Linked DNA regions of Zea mays: region 2 is linked to region 1. The links are chromatin contacts, called in public Hi-C maps. All regions are on one chromosome and are shown on one strand. Each heading gives the region's core, a stretch centred on a gene start, on an enhancer-like site or on the middle of the called end of the contact. The rest is flanking DNA. Distances are from core to core; before and after follow the strand shown.

The links. Hi-C and Micro-C count contacts between places; a contact is called where the count stands out from the background.
Region 2: a Hi-C map of leaf shows a contact between it and region 1, with 3 times the contacts expected there. The contact joins the enhancer-like site here to the promoter of LOC103651146 in region 1. A contact is called at or near these places in 3 of 25 Hi-C or Micro-C datasets (endosperm, leaf and tassel).

What each region holds. Positions count from the first base shown.
Region 1 is chr3:196,350,252-196,356,873 of Zm-B73-REFERENCE-NAM-5.0, forward strand. It overlaps LOC103651146 (protein STICHEL), which reads left to right and starts at 4,263. Exons shown (of 9, transcript XR_564591.4): 1 at 4,263-4,726.
Region 2 is chr3:196,446,134-196,452,755 of Zm-B73-REFERENCE-NAM-5.0, forward strand. LOC100191830 reads left to right here. Exons shown (of 7, transcript NM_001360687.1): 4 at 1,360-1,521; 5 at 1,599-1,730; 6 at 1,807-2,019; 7 at 2,108-2,364. The coding sequence ends at 2,283. Among protein-coding and RNA genes, the nearest start is that of LOC100191830, 10 kb to the left of the region's middle. Within about 2 kb of position 2,933, at least 6 of the 20 cell types and tissues checked have an H3K27ac peak or open chromatin away from gene starts, as enhancers often do. A contact at or near this core is called in leaf, where this site is marked.

The sequences.
Region 1 (6,622 bases), core at 3,013-5,512:
CCAAGTACAAGTCGACGGGGATAAGCTTTAACTCCCGTCGGTCTAGTGAACCGATAGGGATTATCTTTTAACTCCCGTCGGTCTGGTGAACCGACGGGGATAAGCTTTAACTCCCATCGGTCTGGTGAACCGACGAGAATTAACTGGGTCGACGGGGATTAATTGTTAATCCCTGTTGGTTTGACCATAGCTGACGGGAATTAACTAGGTCGTCGGGAATTAACCTATAATGCTGCAAAACCAGCACCAAATTAGGTCACTATTTCTCCACAATTGCACACAAAACATATATATCATCACACAGAACATACACAATACAAACACATGCATTGATAATCAATTCAAACATCACAAACTTAAGATCAAGTGTTTACACAAACATTTCAAATACGAGTTATGATCAAGTGTTTACACAAACATAACGTCCACGAGTTAAGAAACATAGCATGCACGAGTTCAAGTGTTTAGAGATAACCACCACTTGGGTGGTTAGAGCTTTGACCGCTGCCGCCACCAGGAGGAGGGAATGCGAAGAGGGAGTCAACAAATCCAGTCCCTGCTGCGGGATCAGACCCACTACCACCCGCTTCGGGCGTAACCTATGCAAGTTAGCAAATATCAACATTTTAAATACAAATATCAAAAAATATACAAGTGTATATTAATCGAGAGTTACCAAACGTACCATATCTCCAGGTGCAGGTATATGTGTTAGAGGGGTGTTAAACTGTGGTGACGGAGCTAGTGTGTATGCAAACTGGCTCCATTGTGGTGGCGGTGGAATATTTGTTGTTATGCCCTGTTGCTGCATTAATTGTTAAACATATGTGTTGCTATTTAATATGTTGTATTGAAATATAATAATTTAGAGTTCAAATTATGTATACTCACTTGATACATCGCTTGGTTATGTGCATTGTAAGCCTCCATAAATTCGCGTTGTTGTCTCATCTCTTCATGCATCCTCATAATCTCCAACTCCTGCTCGTTCGGTCGACGAGAACATGAGCTACGGGAAGACGAACCCATCCTCTGAGATCTCACCGACGACGAGTCAATGAATCCGTCGAAGAGTGCGTATCTATAAGTAGGATTCAAAAATTGTGATTACTACATAATCAATTTAGTGTCAACCATATAATTTCATAAGTTAGAGCTTACCGTCCATGCACTTTTCCACCACCACTTGCATACACCACCGAGGGATCCACCGGTTCATGTCGCCAGTCAAAGTCAGGACCATGGCGACGAACCATCTCCTCCCCATATGCCGCCTATACATCATTCACAACCTTACAAATGCAGGAATTTCTATACTTTGAACGTTTGTACTTTTGGGCCAAAACTCACCAGCCAATCTGTGGCTGTCTGGCTGCAAAGCTGGTGAGGGTTGTTAGGGTCTGGTCCTTTATGGCCCTCCTGGAGACCTCAATGTCATTAGGCTTTTGGCCACTCGTAGCTTCCTGTATAAACAAAAAACATTCATAAGCAATCGTACTATTTGGTGATCGATATAGCTAAATCAAACTTACCATTCTTTTAGCTTTTCGGAGCATGCCGTCACCTATTTGTTCGAAAATGACATAATACTTATAAATTAAAAACAAATGAAATAACAAAACAACTTTACTTGTTAAATATCATCAAAATCAGGATCTATTTGTTCTCTTCTATGTAGAGGTCGCCATGTAACTTTTCTCCTAACAGGTTGTCTTCTCCGTCTCTCGGGAAAAGTTAAGTCGTTAACATCTGCAACTAGTGAATCTAATGCCGGTGCAGGATCAATATGAAAACTAGTTGGCAACTCTTCTTCTTGAAACACCTCATCAACCTGCTCAAGGTGACCAAATTGATATTTGTCCTCACCTAGAGTGTATAAGCGTTCGCGGGGATTTACATTGTACACAACCCTCCATGTAGACAACTTTTTACATGGATATGTCGAGAAATAAACTTGGTTTGCTTGATGGGCAAGGTTATACGTGTCGTGTCCTTGAAGCAAATTTTCAGGTTGGATCTATGTCATCCCAAATTCGGTCCTATAATACTTCGGGTCATACCATTTACACTCAAAGAAAACTAGCGCTAAAGGCTTATTTCCAGCAAATGTAATCTCGATTATATTTTGATTTTCCCGTAATAGCAGGCTTCGTGTCCTTCCATGTCGGTTGCCCTAGTAACGACTCCACTATTTTGAGTGGCAGCCATAGGATGACTTGATTCGAAAATGCTTGATCGAAAGCGATATCCATTGACGTCGTAACGTCCATAGCTTTTGGCAGTTACGTTTCCAATAGATAACTGACGTAAGTCATCATTCAAATTCATTTCCTCCCCAAACTGTCAATTATGCCACAAAGCATTAGCAAATTCTGCAATATTAGTTAACTAAAATTAGGTCTCGGAGCCACATAATTGAGACTTACACGGTCCCGAAGCCACATAATGAAATTAGGTCGCCCATGCATATCAACTACAATATATAAATTCATATTAAGACTAATAACACTATTAATTAAAAGATTTAAACTAACACTAGTCACATAAAAGTTAACTCCCGTCGGCCATAAAAAACCCACGAAAATAATAACATATGCATTTACATATAAGTAGGATTATACCTCGACGAGCCTGCGGTGGCTGACCGGCGCGTCGGAGCACGGGCGGACGGTGGACGACGGTGGGCTGGGGACGGCGACGCTCGGTGATGAGGACATCACTTCTATACATACAATGAATGGACCGATAACACGATCGCGTGCATGATAGCTAAATCTTCAGGTACGTTCTACCCTAGTCAATTGTGTTTCAGAGCTTACGCTTGAGGCCATGGATGTTTTGATGATTAGGAACCTTGGAGAGGACCAGCAAAGACTTGGGAAAGGCCTAGGTGTTGAGGAGGAGCAGCAAGGGTGCCACAACAGGAAGGAGATCAAGTCCGACTCGGCTGTGACTCCATCTCGGGTTCCAGGACCAGTCTGCACTAACATGGACGCCCAAGATGCATCCGGACTCCGATTGCGACGGACTTGATATGGTTGGAAAGATAAGGAGATTATCTAACCAACCCAACTAGTTCCACCCTAAAATTCGTCTGGAGTCAATGGGAATCGTCAAAACAAGTCAGCGCTCAGATTCTATTTTGGTGCTGCGACACCGTCTGTTGGGCCGTTGGGCCGTGTATCGCGTCGGAGCCCATTAGGGGCGAGTCTAGGGGTCACGCACGCACTAATACTCTATTTATTCAGCAGCCGCCGCCACATTAGGTTTGGGTTTTGCTTAGATCAATTCTGTCATCGAATAGTGTCGTCGTCATCGATTTGTGAGACCCCATCCCGTAATCAATACAATTTTGGCTGCGTTTCTTTCCTGTTCTATATTGGCACCGAGAGGTTGATGCCGTCATGTCCGAAGTGATACCTCAGCGCCATCTATATTGGCACCGAGACGTGTAACTTTAACACCAATAATGATGACGCTGAGATAAAGGTTAATTTTCTAAATTCAAACTGAAAATTGTACACTTATGAAAAACTTTCTAAAAAGGGCTAAAACGCTAAAAAGACCGGCGCATGTGCTTGCGTGCATCGGCGCAAGGCCGCCGTGCGGTCATGATGTGCGCGCCCACGTGCGCTTCGTTCTGGAGACCAGTTTTGTTAACGATAACATGCTAGTATGTATCAATAAATGGGTGATTCGTTATTTATTGGTGCCGGATTCATTGTACGTGTTCATGTGTTTACGGTGGTGATACGCACTGCTACTTGCGGTTGCATGTACTTGGAACCCCTCGGCGCCTTTTATTAGCGATTTTCGCAAAATCATGTGGCAGTCCGCAGGCTGTATCGGTATGACCGATCTAACGAAGCACATGATTTGGCACTTGGCAGCCAGGAGGAGCCCAGGACCGGGTCGATTGGGACGCACTCGCATACTGCCTGCACGCCACGCCCACGACGCGGACATGGGTTCCAGATTCCTGAATTAATCCTGTCCAGTACTGCATGAGATCACTGTAGCAATTAGTGTTTGAGTTTCATTAAAAAGTAATAAGAGCAACGCAATTAGTGTTTCACACCGTAGCAACGTACTCCGTATCTCGTACTTTGCCCTTTTTTTCTTCCCGTTCGGATGCTAAATCATATTCTTTTCCCGCCAACCACGGATTGGAAATGGAAAAGGCCCGGCCCAAGTTGAGATTCTGTCCCCAGCCGGCCAGCCCTCGCAGCAGTCTTCCCTGACCGTCCACCCATCACCTCACTGGCTCACTCATCACTCCCTCAGCACCTCGGCCCTCTGCAGTCTGCGTCTGCCCCCTCTTCCAGGTCCCAGCGCTGTCTAGATCCAGATGGGAGCTCCACCGCTGCCCTTCTCCCTGCCCCACGCCGCTCTCCTCTGATCCCGCACTCCCCGAAGTCCCCACTGCCGGCGCGATCCCCGCATTCCCTACCGCCTGCTAGCCCCACCACCCGCTGAAGCCGTCCATACAGGCCATTGCGCTGCCCGGAATCCCGGCGTGAACAGCCGTTGCTGCAGTGCGGCCTGGAGCTCCGCCTGTTCCCCGCTTCCGCCCGCCACCGCCTTTCATAAAAACAGCCCCTCCTCCTGCGCCTGGAGTGCGGAGCCGTCACCGCTGTCTCTCTCCACGGGACACGCCGCCGCCGGGAGGGAAGAACCCGACTCCCGGGCTTGAAGTTGCCGCACCCCCGCCGTCCGACGTACACAGGTACGGATCGAGCGTCCACATTTTGGGTGGCGCATGATGTTCATTTTTGTTTTGGGTCTGATGTTGATCAACGAGTACTCAAGCGCAACAGTAATGAGAATCGGGAAGGGATTAGGTTATAGCACTGTTGGCTGTTTGACTAGATCAAGGCCAGACGATGGCGACCCCTACGTCTTAGAAAAACTGGCGGCACGAGCTGCATTCTGCTGCTGCTAAGTTCATACAGCAGATACATGCACAACACAAAAATTGTCTTTCGTGGAACTGCTGAGTGAATTGCATGTGGTCATATAAAACTAGTAACTGACTCGCGCCTTGCGCGAGCCTTTGGTCAATGCATAACAACAACGTATATATAGACACACACTTAAAGTAAATGGATATATATATACATGCACCAAAGCAATAAAATATTAGTCTCAATGACAAAAAAAAAATGACGCGTTGCAAAAAAACAATGAGTGAACATATCAGCTTGCCCTAGGGTACATAAATTTCTAAGTTTAAGTCTCGGTAACATGCTTGAAACAGTTATTAAAAGTACACCTTGTCTTCATCTGTAACAGTAGTTGGTTCCAATTAATAAACAAATAAATACATGGTGTTAATTTCAATAGTGTTTTTTTAAGAAGTACACACATATGTTAAATATTTATTTCTAATCTTCTGTAGGTATGTGAAATTCTGAAGTCGACATATATAAGTTTGAAAGCAACCGTGAGCATAATATCTTTTCCATTCCTAAAGTGCATCTGCACTTACTATCCTTGCCAAAAAAAAAACCGGTACCTTCATCAAGCGATGCATGGCTGAATGATAGATAATGATTCTTTGCCTTCTCAGAGCGCTTTGATCTTGTGCGATGCTGGATTGCTTCAGAAAATTGTAAATGCCAGGGACAACAAACTCGTTGAAGAATGAACTGAAAAAATAATAATTATGTGTAGAATAGATACCTACTGCAGCCCGCCTGGTCCTGAAAGCAGACTGGCCAAAAGAAATTACCAAAGGCCATATCTCACACTGTAACAACATGGAAGATGACCATAAGGTCACTGTAGTGTAGTTCTTCAAAAGCTATCCCCAGCCTTGTGTTTTTGGATCCTTAGAACTGCATGTCATGCACTAAACTTCCTTCATTTGGCCTCCTGAGTCAACTCGGTTATCCCTACAAATCTCAAATCCGGACACCATTGGTTCAGAATTCATTGGGACCACTGTATTTTAACCAGCTACTTAGGTTCCAAAGCTCATTGAAAAAAAATCCTGAGAACATTTTCTAAGAGAAATTTCAACAAACAGTAAGAGGGCAAAGGGCTAGTGCACTATGTTTGTGAGCGTATGCTGCTGGGCGGTCAACGAACATGTACCTAGGCACATGAATAGAGTTGGAGTGAGATATCTGGAGCACCTTGGTGCCATAGGATCTGTGGTGGCACGAGCATGAAAGTATGACCACAGTTCATCCAGAGGTGCTACTTAGTGCCGGAGGAGCCCGACGATGTGGATTGTGCTTTCTGCAAGACATGGGTGGCAGTGAGGCGATATGCGAGGCGAGCACTGAACCCCAAGGCAAAGGTGCGCGCGGAGAGAGAGGCGAATGGAGGGAGCCAGGGAGGACCGTACCCGCAGACCACAGTCGCTTTCGTCGAGCTTAGTCTGGCGACGAAGACAAAGCAGTCCTGTTATTCTTTGTCAGCCTTTTTCGTGCGGCATCTAGAAGACTCCGTCGATTGGAGGAGCTGCCTCATATGCGTCCATGACCGTTGAAGCATGATCGTGTGGCTACAATACAATACGCTGGCGTGGCCTTACCAGATTGCAGATTTACGCCCTGCTTTAATATATAGAAATTTCTCTATAAAGCGTGTTTCTCTGAATAAAGGTAACAAAATA
Region 2 (6,622 bases), core at 1,683-4,182, 95 kb after region 1:
AAACTTCAAACATCTAACTGAATAAGTCCATCTAATCTTGTAAAGTTTTAATTCTTCACTATTCATCTTTCGCATTTGTTTATCAATTCTTGCAGTAGGATTCATGTATAAGTTATATCTCTTTTGGACTGCATTGTGTATGCTTCTTACATCACCCTTGCGTTTTTGAAGTGTATCATCTCTGTTCTAATTTCTCCATCCACCGCTAGTAAATGTCCCCTTCCCCTTGTCTTTCTTGTTTCTGAAAAAGTAGCATACAAAGCAAAATGCAGTTTCATTGTTGATACTATATAGAAGGGTGGGCTTGGTGTAGCGGTAGAGCCTACCATATGTAACCGGAAGGTCCCAGGTTCGAGCCCCAGCCTCTGCATATTATGCGGGTAAGGTTTGGCGCTTAAAGATACCCTTCCATAGACTCCGCACAGTGCGGGAAGCCTATGGCACTGGGTACACCCTTTTTTATTGTTGATACTATATTCAAGCCACTTATATTCACAAAGCCATAAAGGATTAAAAGCCTGATCTCTAATTTCAATTTTCTTTTTCTTAAATTGATGTAAAAGGCTTGAATGTACCTTTAACAATGCATGCTCTACGAACTATATCTTGATCATTGATAGAATAACTTGAAATGGGAATTCTGTTTATTGGATCTTGTGGATGGCGATCAGGATCATAAATTGGTGGGACGCTTGGTGCTGATGGTGGCGGCAGTGGGGGCGATGAACACATAAGATACTTACATGTCTCCTAGTTGTTGTCTCAACTGACTCCCTTATCTTACCTATAAGTGACCCTACAATTCAACTACCTAAACATATTCTAGTTGGTTCAACTAGCTTATTTACCCTTCACACCCGTCAATGATGTGAAGACCCTCACATATTTTTCACTACACGTGATCGCCTATGTAGCGTGCCGGAAGAAGCGACCTGATCCTTGCTCACTTGACATAATGCCCAGATCACGACATGGTGTGTCACCAAGGGGGGTTGACCCGACCCTTGTCTGTTTAACACCATACCCAGGTTCCAATATGGCGCATCGCTAAGCGAGTCACACCCAACATATTTTGTTCGGTTTTGTCTCCCTTAGAATGGCTAGGTTTAACGTTGTCTCGTCAAGGCTATGACAGCCCTACTTTACCAGAGCTTGGGACCTGCTATGTTGAGACAACATAGGCGGAGTTGGTCTGAATAGCCTATCGAGTTCAGGAGAACTACAAAAGCAGGGGATGGGGGGGCATGGCCCACACGTAGCTCTGCCATTGAATTGAACCATCTTTCCTGCTTGGTACATTGAAATACTTAACAAAATCCATATGCTTTACCAACAGATGACACTGTACTTTTTTCTCAGACAATTCAGTGTATGGATTTGGCTCAGCAAGACGAGGACAAGTTGGTAAATGTGCTTCTAGGATCCAAAAATCATATAATGTTCCTAGACTGATTGATGGTTTTCCAAATTGTAAGATAGTAAATATATATGCCAATGGCGATCACAGTGCTGCATTGGACGGTAAGCTTTGTAGTTTTGTACTTGTTGACAATCATCTCTTCAGTCTACCATAATCCCTCTTCCATTTGATGTGACAGAATCTGGTCATCTGTATGTCTGGGGAAGAGCATTAATTGGACAACATGATGATGATCAACCTTCGGAAATTTTGCCCTCCTTGAGTGTTTCTCAAGTGGCACTAGGATGGCACCATGCTTTAGTTTTATCTGGTGCGTCTGCGACGTGTTTCATTCAAACTACACTTTCTGGATAAGCTCTCACATTTATTGCCATTTTGTATCACAGCTGGAGAATTGTACACACTTGGTGTTTACCGCCACCAGAAATGTGATCTCCCTGGGTTAGGAAATGTATTGGGGCAGCAATCGGACACAAGGGCAACAAGCAGTTCTCATGATTGTTCATCCTCTTTGTCAGTGTTGGAGACGGTTCCATTCCTTGATGGAGAACAGGTGGCGCAAATAGCAAGTGGAACTGAGCACTCTGCTTTGGTAACAGGTAAAAGTTTCTTCCAAAGGCTTCAGATGAAAAAGAGATAAATTCTCGATGTAACCGGCTAACTTGATCTTGCTTGTTTTGTTATCAGATAAAGGAACAGTCTTCACCTGGGGCTGGGGAGAGCATGGACAGCTTGGTTTGGGTGACACTTCGGATCATGTAGCTCCTCAGAGAGTAAACGTAGGTGACAATGGGCAGGGCATGTCCGGTTCATTTGCCGTCTACTGTGGGAGTGGATTTACCGTTGCTGTGAAATCGCCCTAGTGGCTGTCTAGTTTGTAATGCATGCACCAAATTCTCCTTCCCACATAACAGTGAAGAAATAAACGACAACATTTTGTTGTGATGCCGTGAAGGTAGTGGTTGGATTATTATTTTGCAAATATTTTGGCGCCTCTGGTTCTGAGCTACACATCTGACTTTGCCACTAGAGGTGGAGCGGAGAGCCTGAGAGAAAAACAAGAGTACAAAATCGCGTTCGGCGGCTTTTCATCATTGCACAGAACCATATTCTGGGTCTGCCTACAAAATAAACAACACAGTAGCAGTGACGCATCCGGTTCTCGTCTGGAAACAAAAAGATATTCCTGGATGCTACCTTCAAAAGGGTGAAGATAACACGGCAGATGGCAGCAGCAACACCTTTCTACATAATCCAGCCATACACAACGCTGGTGGACGCTAGTAAGCTGGTGGTTATACAGGAAGATACACGACTCTTCATGGAACCAAACGGCCCTCAACTAAACTAAAACATGCATATTCTGTCCTGTATTCGGTTACAGTCAAGACTGGGTTCAACCTGGGCTATATCCATGGCGGCACAGGCGGTCGAAAAATCAAGAGTCGGTACCAAATCACTTCGGTCCGTAGGCCTGTTGATCCATCAATCCGGTCGATACCGACTAGTTGATAACGACGCTGCATTGGATGGTTTAGTTGATATCGACCTAAACTGATTAGTAATAATGAACGTACGTAGTGTTGTGCCAAGTTTGATCGCCTCATCTTATTCAAGTTTTTTTTTGAAAACTAAAAAATTCAAAGCTATACTTAAACTATACTGTTGGGTTTATGCTTCGTCGCCGAAGGTCTTCTAGGAAGAAGCGGCTTTCGGCTGAAGCTGCTTGTGTGAGATAGCCGAAGGTTCCTCTTCATAAAGCTTCGGGATTACAAACCGACTTAAAGATAGAATGACTTTTTAGTCCATAAAGGTCTGGGTCAATGTTGTAAACTTTTATAAGAGGCATAATTGTAATTCCTCACAGGCTGTGTCTTGTGCCTATAAATAGTGAACATTATTCCTTTACTGTTCACGGATTCGGACAATTGTAATCGTATTTTTCGGGAATCTAACTTTGCCAAGGCAGAGGTATAATTATATTCAATAATTCAAGATATTACGTAAATATAATTTAATTCGTTTGTAATTCATTTATCTCTTTATACCCTTTATTTTATGTTATCTAATATCATCTATCAGAATTTAATTACGAAGACTTAACCTTCGTAATTATATTCTCATCAACTTTCGTCCATGGTTCATTATCCTCATGGGAATATTGTTTCATGGACGAAGGGCGTTAACATTTAACATTTTATGTTGCCTTGTTCCTAATTCATAGCATTTGAGAACAAGTCTCCAACATTGGCGCCCACCTCCGGTGAACTCACTTCCACTTTTTGAGCTGATGGCTTCGTTCAACGATCAAGCTGGAGCTGCTTCGGACACGAAGCTGGTGCTCCCAATTACAGGCGGTTCGTCCTCAGAGCCAGCCAACAAGAAACAGAAGAAGGAAGCACAGAGAAGGGTACAGCATGTTGGGGTGCAAGGACCCTTCATCAAGTCAAGATGGTCTCACATTCCTATTACCTTCTCCCAAGAGGACCTTCAACTCAAGGATTATCCACACAACGATGCCATGGTTATCTCTTGTGTTATCAAAGGATTTCTGGTCCACAATGTCTTGGTTGACACAGGCAGTGCAGCTGATATCATATTTGCTAAGGCCTTCAGACAAATGCAAGAGCCAGAAGATAAGATTCATGATGCTACGCATCCTCTCTGTGGCTTCGGAGGAAGACGGATTGTAGCACTGGGCAAGATCACCATGTCAGTGACCTTCGGGTTCATCAACAACACTAGAACTGAGCAAGTTGTGTTTGACATTGTTGACATGGAATACCCTTACAATGCAATTATTGGTCGTGGCACCCTCAATGCTTTCGAAGCAATTCTTCATCCTGCTTATCTTTGCATGAAGATACCTTCGGATCAAGGACCCATCGCTATTCATGGAAGTCAGGAAGCTGCCAGAAGGGCCGAAGGAAATTGGACTGACTCAAAAGCAATCCATAACATAGATGGAGCTGAAGCTTGTGAACAATACAAATTCAGAAGGGAGAAAGCAGCTTCAGCAGATCAGCCGAAGCCCATGCTCTTATGTGAGGACATAGCAGAGCAGAAGGTGCTGTTGGGCTCTCAATTATCCGAAGAACAGGAGAAAACCTTGATAAGGTTTTTGTTCAACAACAAAGATGTTTTTGCGTGGTCAGCCAATGATCTCTGCGGAGTTAATAGGGATGTTATTGAACACTCGCTCAATGTTGATCCATCCTTTAGACCCAGAAAGCAGAGGCTTCGGAAAATGTCTGATGATAAGGCCGAAGGTGCTCGTAATGAAGTCAAAAGACTCCTCAGTGCAGGGGTGATCAGAGAAGTAAAGTACCCAGAATGGCTAGCTAACACAGTTATGGTAAAAAAGGCCAATGGCAAGTGGCGAATGTGTATCGATTTTACAGATCTCAACAAGGCTTGTCCGAAGGACGAATTCCCATTGCCAAGGATAGACTCTTTAGTTGATGCAGCAGCTTCTTCAGAGCTCATGAGTTTGCTAGACTGTTACTCAGGCTACCACCAAATCTGGATGAAGAAGGAAGATGAGCCGAAGACTAGCTTCATAACTCCAAGTGGCACATATTGCTATCTTCGGATGCCTGAGGGGCTCAAAAACGCTGGAGGAAGTTTCAGCAGAATGACTGCGAAGGTTCTCCAGTCTCAGATAGGCAGAAATGTGTTAACTTATGTTGATGACATCATTGTAAAAAGCACGAAACAGGAAAATCATATTGCTGATTTGCAGGAGACCTTCGCTAGTTTCAGACAAGCTGGCTTAAAGTTGAATCCAGAAAAATGTGTCTTCGGTGTAAAGAAGGGGAAATTTCTTGGATGCTTGGTTTCAACAAAGGGAATTGAAGCTAATCCAAGTAAAATTGAAGCCATACTTCGAATGGAGCCACCAACCACAAAAAAGGGGGCCCAAAGATTAACAGGGAGGTTGGCATCTCTTAATAGATTTATATCCAGATCAGCAGAAAGAAATTTACCATTCTTCGAAGTGCTGAAATCAGCCGAAGTCTTTCAATGGGGACCAAGCCAACAAAAAGCCTTCGAGGAACTGAAGCAATATCTAATAGATTTAACAACATTAACTCCACCAACGCCAGGGGCTTCTTTGTTATTATATGTGGCAGCTTCGCACTCAGCGGTAAGTGCAGCACTTGTTCAGGAGAAGCTTGATGGCCAAGTCAAGAAGCAGGTCCCAGTGTATTTTGTATCTGAAGTTCTTAGTATATCAAAGAAAAACTACACAGAATTAGAGAAGGTATTATATGCTGTTTTGATGGCATCCAGGAAGCTTCGGCACTACTTTCAAGCATACAATATTGTTGTTCTTTCTTCGCAGCCGTTGAAGGATATTATGAGAAATAGAGAAGCTACTGGGCGGATTGGAAAATGGGCTGCAGAGCTCAATGAATTTTGCATTGATTATGTGCATAGATCTTCGATCCAGTCCCAGGCGTTAGCAGACTTCATTGCTGACTGGACGCCAGGGGCTCAGGATGAAGAAACAAATAAAGATGCCGAAGTATGGACAGTGTTTTGCGATGGGTCTTGGGGAACCTTCGGGGCAGGAGCAGCTGCTGTGTTGGTCTCGCCATCCAAAGTTAAAACTTGTTATGCGGCAAGACTCGATTTCAGTTGTACAAACAATATTACTGAGTACGAAGCCCTGCTTTTGGGTCTTCGGAAGCTAAAAGCAATGGGAATCAGAAGGGCCATTCTTAAAACTGATTCCCAGGTTGTTTCGGGTCATATCGACAAGAGTTGCAAGGCTAAAGACCCGAAGCTTGAAAAATATCTGGATATGGTTCGAAGAGTCGAAGCTTCCTTCGAAGGGTTTTCTGTCAAAAATATCCCTCGAGGACAAAATGAGCATGCTGATTTGCTAGCTAAGTCAGCAGCACAGGGGCTGCCTTTACCTTCGGATGTGTTCTTCGAAACAATAAAGGCACCTTCAGTGGAACTCCTTGAAAGAGCAGTCCTCAATATATCTCCTGTTTATAGCGAAGATTGGAGAACTGAAATCATTTCTTACCTTCAGGGTAAATTCCTTTCAGATGACGAAACTTATAACAGGAGGATAGAGGCAAGAGCTCGTCCATATGTCATGATAGAAGGGGAGTTGTACAAGCATGGAGTTTGTGCTCCGTTGCTTAAGTGTTTATCTAGAACCGAAGGCATAGAGTTGATGAAAGAAAT